2 separate regions of the Mus musculus genome follow, and region 2 is linked to region 1. The links are chromatin contacts, called in public promoter capture Hi-C maps. All regions are on one chromosome and are shown on one strand. Each heading gives the region's core, a stretch centred on a gene start, on an enhancer-like site or on the middle of the called end of the contact. The rest is flanking DNA. Distances are from core to core; before and after follow the strand shown. Region 1 holds the start of Fzr1 (fizzy and cell division cycle 20 related 1). Region 2 holds the start of Gng7 (guanine nucleotide binding protein (G protein), gamma 7).

The links. Capture Hi-C pulls out chosen DNA fragments and counts their contacts.
Region 2: a contact with region 1 is called in a promoter capture Hi-C map of liver. The contact joins the promoter of Gng7 here to the promoter of Fzr1 in region 1. A contact is called at or near these places in 6 of 39 promoter capture datasets (embryonic stem cells, fetal liver, liver and 1 more) and 1 of 9 other capture datasets (liver).

What each region holds. Positions count from the first base shown.
Region 1 is chr10:81,376,688-81,379,764 of GRCm38.p6, forward strand. Fzr1 (fizzy and cell division cycle 20 related 1) reads right to left here and starts at 1,683. Exons shown (of 14, transcript NM_019757.1): 1 at 1,583-1,683.
Region 2 is chr10:81,013,585-81,016,450 of GRCm38.p6, forward strand. It overlaps Gng7 (guanine nucleotide binding protein (G protein), gamma 7), which reads right to left and starts at 1,341. Exons shown (of 4, transcript NM_010319.3): 1 at 1,272-1,341.

The DNA.
Region 1 (3,077 bases), core at 433-2,932:
TGTGGTCAGGGTGGAGCCCCTGCCTAGAATTTCCCAGTAAGGGGCTGGAGCCTGGCTCATTGGTGACCTCTCTCTTCTAAGCATGTGCAAAGGCCTTAGGTTTCATGCCCAGAACCAGGAAATAAACCACACCAAGACTCCTCCAGTGCACACTTAGCTCCTGACCCTCTATCCGAAGGAAGCAAAGAGACCCTTGAACCACAAAACATGGGCTAAACTCCTCAAGTACCAAATCCACACTTGAGAACTCCATTAATCTTTACAACACATGCCATCCCAGCCCCATGAGAGCTAGAGCCACCAACTCCCTTTCTTTCTAAGCCCTGATCCCGAGAGCCAGAGGTGGTGTCTGTTCTGGGTGAATCTTCACTGGGGAATCACCCTCATTCAAACAGCAGGAAGGAGCTAGGACTGGGACTCAGCAGCCAGAGGAATGAGGTCATCTCTCAGACAGGACGGGTAGGGGGCGTGCTTCCCACCAGGTGTTCTCAACAAGGAGTGCATCCCACCAGGTGCTCTCAATTAGCAGAGAATTTAGGGGAGCGGGGTAGGAAGGTAATGCCTATACAGAGGTTGGTGTCAGGCTTACAGCTGGAGACAAGTGAAGTTGGTGGGGTGATTTAAGGGCTTTGTAGGGGACAATGGCTTTGGATCAGGGATAGAGGATGGAAGGACCTGGACTTGCATTTGAAGACACAGAGTGGAGGTTCAGATCTGAGAGGGTACGTGGTGGATTTGGGGACACAGAATGTCTGTGGTTTCTGGCCATGTCTCCCCTGAGATGAGACACCTGGTTGTTGGCTGAACCACTGGGTGTTTACGGCAAATTTAGTTCACAATCCTTCCCACCTGGGGAATGCCAGATTTGAGACTCCTGGACTCTGGAGGTTGACTCAGATCCCAGTTTGGATGTAGGGAGCATCTGAGGCAGGGGGATTTACATTTGGAAGTCAACAGGGTGCAGATGAATGGTTTGCAGTTGAGTCTTGAGTGATCAGCATGAGACAGAATGCTCTAAATTTAAGGGAACATAGCTCAAAAGAATACAGAGTGTTGGTGACAGGGCGAGGTCATTGGGGACAGACCGTCTGAGATCTGACTCAGGACCTCACCTGAATTGGGTGGTTTTGGTGGAAGTAGTAAAGGGTGACCTGAATTTGGGGGCGCAAGGAGCCTGACCTAGGGTTCTGAGCTGCAACATGTGGAATGCCTGGATTTGGACATTAGCCGTGCTCTGAACAAGGCTCTGGGCGATGATTGCTGTGATGGACAGAGCGAGGTCAAGGCGAGGTTGCCGGGTGAGGGGACTCAGGGTTGGGGTGACTCAGGGCCTCATCTGGGAAGCTGGTTTGCATTCTGGGGTTCGGGGGAACAAGACGGGTGGTGCCCTGGATTCGAGGGGAGCAACTATCAGAGCAGAGCTCTGGGGATGGAGGACTCTGACAGACTCAGAGAGCTGGCGGGGTCGGGGCCGGTACTGGAGGTCGCTGGGATGTGGGGTTCAGGATCAGGCCGCACTGGAGCCCCAGAGAAGGAAGGGGTCGGCTGGGGGGGCGGGTCCCCGAGTCACCCGTGTCCTCACCTGCCTCGCTCCGGTCGCCAGCCGGCACCCGCCGGTTCCCGCCGGTCCCAGGAACACGCCGCGCCTGTTCGAGGCCCCGCCGTTGCGACAGGCCCCGCCGCCGCTGCTCACGGGAATCCCCCGGCCTCCGCGGTAGCTAATATGGCGGAACTCAGTGGCAACCCGACTCCCTCCCCCAATCTGTCCCGCAGGCCGCGCGCGCGCCCGCGACCGGCCCCGCCGCCCAGCGCATCACCGCGCCTAGGCCACGCCCCCTAGGTCCTCCCCCCCAACGCCGCCAAGGTTTTCCGTGGGCAAGCCACGCCCTCAGCCACGCTCACGGCCCACACGCACGGATCTCTCCGCCAACCCCCTGTGGCCTGTGCTGAAGCCACGCCCCTCGAGTTACCAACGCCTCTCCTAGGCCACGCCCCCACACCGCCTCTTTCCCTGTCCCTTGCGGGCACGCCCCCTAGACACTCCCACTCTGTGCCGTGCTCGCGTCCACCCCAAACAGCTGCGCCTGCGCGCCCCAGCGCGGAGCAGCTCGGGAGTATGGGACGTCCTTCAGGATTTAAATCAATACAGGAAGCGAGACGGCACTTGTTGCCCGGGGCAACCGTGTTGGGATGAGCAGTCGGGGAAGACCACGGCTGAATGGGGGGGGGGGACGACTAGAACAGGAGTAACTAGGCGCGGAGGAAGGCGTGGCTCCTGTTTGTGGAAGAAGTGGGGCGCTTCCCCCTGAAGCTATGATTCACTCAACAGTTAAGTGACTACCCCACGGATGGCGCTCGGCGCGCGGACGCTGCTGGTTACTCACTGTGCGTTTATTGTTTTCAATTTTCGAGCTACCTTTTTCTCTCTAGCCAGGCTAGCCTCGAGCTGGAAGCAATTCTCCAGCCTCAACTTCTGCATTGTTAGAACGACTGTTAGACACCTGCCCCCCCAAAATATTTATCGTGTCCCTGAGTACTCACTCCCAGAAGCCCCAAGTGATGACAGCTGGAAATAAACCTCAAGAGGGTCCAGGTTCAAAACCATACATGTTGGGCCCATCACAATGGCTCAAAAGGTAGGGTGATTGCAGCTAAGCCAGCTGGAGCCCACCTTATACCCAGGATCACTTGGTAGAGGGCGAGAACCAACTCCTGCAAGGTGTAACTCTGACCATCCCATGGGCACACCTGTGCCAGCCCCTGGGTAAATGACACTAAACAAATTAAGAACACAGACTGTTCTTCCAAGAGGTCCTGAGTTCAATTCCCACATGGTGGCTCACAACCATCTGTAATGGGATCCGATGTCCTCTTCTGGTGTGTCTGAAGATAGCGACAGTGTACTTACATAAAACACGTAAATAAATCTTAAAAAACAAAACAAAACACCAAAAAAAAAAAAAAACCCAAATAGGGTTGGGTTTTGTTGTGTTGTTTGGCCTTCTGTTTGGTTTTTCGAGTTAGGGTCTCTTAGTGTAGCCCTGGCTGTCCTGGAACTTGCTGTGCAGACCAGGCTG
Region 2 (2,866 bases), core at 91-2,590, 360 kb before region 1:
TCCCTAGATGTTACCCAGTGTTCCCTGCACAGCAGAGTCACCCAAGTTCAGAGACAATCTTACACTAAACTGCAAGCTGACTGTGGTGTTTTTGAGACAGTGTCTCACTCTGCAGTCGTGGCTGTCCTGGAACTCACTATGTAGCCTAAGCTAGCCTCAAATTTTCCATTTTTCTGCCTCAGTTTCCTAAGGACTGGGAGAGCACGCCTGCCACCACCGGGGTAGAGATTCTCATTTGCACCCCAGGATGGTGGGAGTCAAGGGGGGTTCCTCATAGTCTTTCTGTGACAGCTTGCACCAGAATGGCCTTAACACATATCTTCCCTGGCAGATACTGCAGGGAGCCTACCCAGGGCTAGCTGCCCTGCCCTCATGAGGAGGTAGGGGGGACTGAGGACTGAGGGACAGCAGCTAACAGATCAAAGCAGAGTCCCAAAGCCACTGAGAGCACTAGACCTGTCTGCAGCTGCAAACCGGTGAACTTGGTGCCTGGTTCCCTGACACCTGGCAACAGTTTCAGTGCTATAACAAGAGGTCCCCCAGCCAGCCACCGTCACCCTCTCTCCCACCTCGCCCCTACCCCCACCCCATCCCACCCCCGCAGTGGAGAGCTGCCCACACACCTTAACACTATTGCCCCTAACACTCCCACAGGAAGTTTCTGAAACAGTCAGTCAACACTGGAGCCTTGTGCACCCCAAGATCTAAGCCTATGTACCCTGAGTCCCTGAGAGGGACACACAGGTACCTTCCCCCTGCTCTATGTCTTTGTCTCCAAGGTGTTGGTACTGTGTGCAACCAAACAGCAAACAGGTAGTGCCCCACTCCTCCTTGACTGCACCCCACTCCTCCCTGACTGCACCCCTCTTCTCCATGACTGAACTCCATTCTTCTCTGTCTGTATCCCACTGTTGTCTGACTTCACTTCACTCCTCCCTTATTGTACCCCACTTCTCCTGACTGTACGCCACTCCCCTGACTACACCACACTCCTGTCACCTTACCCAATACGTATCTGACTGCACCAAACTCAGTCTTGTATGACTGTACCCCACTCCTCCCTAATTGACTGCACCCCACTCCTCCATAACTGATTGCCACCCATTCCTCCCTGATTGCACCCCACTCCTCTTTGACTGCACCCCAACTCTCTCTGACTGCACCCCACTCTTGTCTGACTTCACCCCACTTCTCTGGGCTGCCCCCGTCCTCTCTGAGGCAGCCCACTCCTCCCCGATACACCCCGAGTCTCTTCAGCATGCGGAGCTCACCTGCCTCCAGCCAGTGTCTCAGCAGCCGCACAGCCGAACGCACCGCGGGGCCTAGAGAGGGCTCTTCCATGGGGCGGGGTCTCCCGCGATGAGGGCGGAGCCTCTGTAGCATTCGGACCAATCAGAAGCCAAGGTGGCGGAGGTTGGTCCAGAGGAGGAGCCTAGGGCCGACAGTCTGGTAGGCTTAGCCTTGGGGGCAGGGCGGGGCTTCGGGCTCGAGTGGGCGGGCCAAACCCAGGAATGGCGTCTCCACGGGCCATTCACTAGCTGGAGGGCGGGGTTATGCGTCTAAAGATTGGCAATCAATGGTGCAATCAAAGGGGCCTCTCTGAGGAGAAGCTGCTTAACGTTAGGCATGTACTAAGTCAGGCTTTGTTTTGTTTGGATTTTCGAGTTTATTTTATTGGTGTGTATTTATTGTATGGTATAATGAGTTTCATTATGACGTTTGCATACATTTGTATCCCATATTGTGATAATATTCATCTTCCGCTGAGCATCATTTTAGCAGTAAGAAAACACCGATCAAACTCCCCATCTCAGCCCAGATCTAACAGAACAGCAAGGTCCAGTCAAAAAACCCCATGGGAGCCAGGGACAGGAAGCTCCCTTGTGGTTTTCAAGGAACGAGTTTGAATCCCGAGCAGAGACCCAGGATAGTGAGGAAATACTGATTTTTTATTTGCTTGTTTATCATTTCTGTATTCTGATGTTCATCTCCGGTTTTTTCTATTCTCTCTGTTACTTGGGTTTTTTTTTGGCTTTTGCAGTACTTGGCTTGGGTTATAACTTCAGCCATATATATATATTTTAAGACAGGGTCACAGTAAACCGCCCAGGCTGGCCTTGAACTCACCATGCAGGAGAGGATGACTTTGACTCTCCAGTGGGGGCAGTGGCACCAGGGACTCATGCTGGAAGCCCCAGCCCATGGGTCTGCATTCTCTACAAGTTTTCTTGGTGACCTCAGAGACATCTGGAACATCCCTGCAGGTAACAGCCATCCCAGGGAAAGACCAGTGCAGCCCCTGGGTGGGTGACCTCAGGATTCTGGTGTGGACTGACATTCTGTGACAGACAATCTACTGGCTCGGCTCCCTGGACTCTTGTCATTCCTGAAGGAACCTGGCTATCATCCACACACACATCCACACACATACATGCACACACATATGAATGCCCCCACCACAGACATGCACAGACAGGCACACACATGCACGTGTGCTCACACACACAAACACACACAAACACTGCACTTTATATTCAGAGAAAGCCCAGAACCTTTCTTCAGTGTTCTTCCCTGGCACATCCCATCCAGGCTGTCCCCAGACCCTACTACTGTTTGTGGTTCACCTGGTAGATGCAGAGTTGGGCTATCTTCCAGCACTTGAGAAGATGAGGCAGGAGGACTGCCCCAAGTTTGAGTTCAGTTTGGGCTACATGGGTGAGTTTGAAGCCATTGTAGGCAACATGAGACCCTGTTTCAAAAACTAACTAATGCTGGAGAGTCGGCTCAGTGGTTAAGAGCACTAGCTGTTCTTCCAGAGGACCTGGGTTCAATTCCTAGCACTCACATGGCAGCTCACAACTGTCTC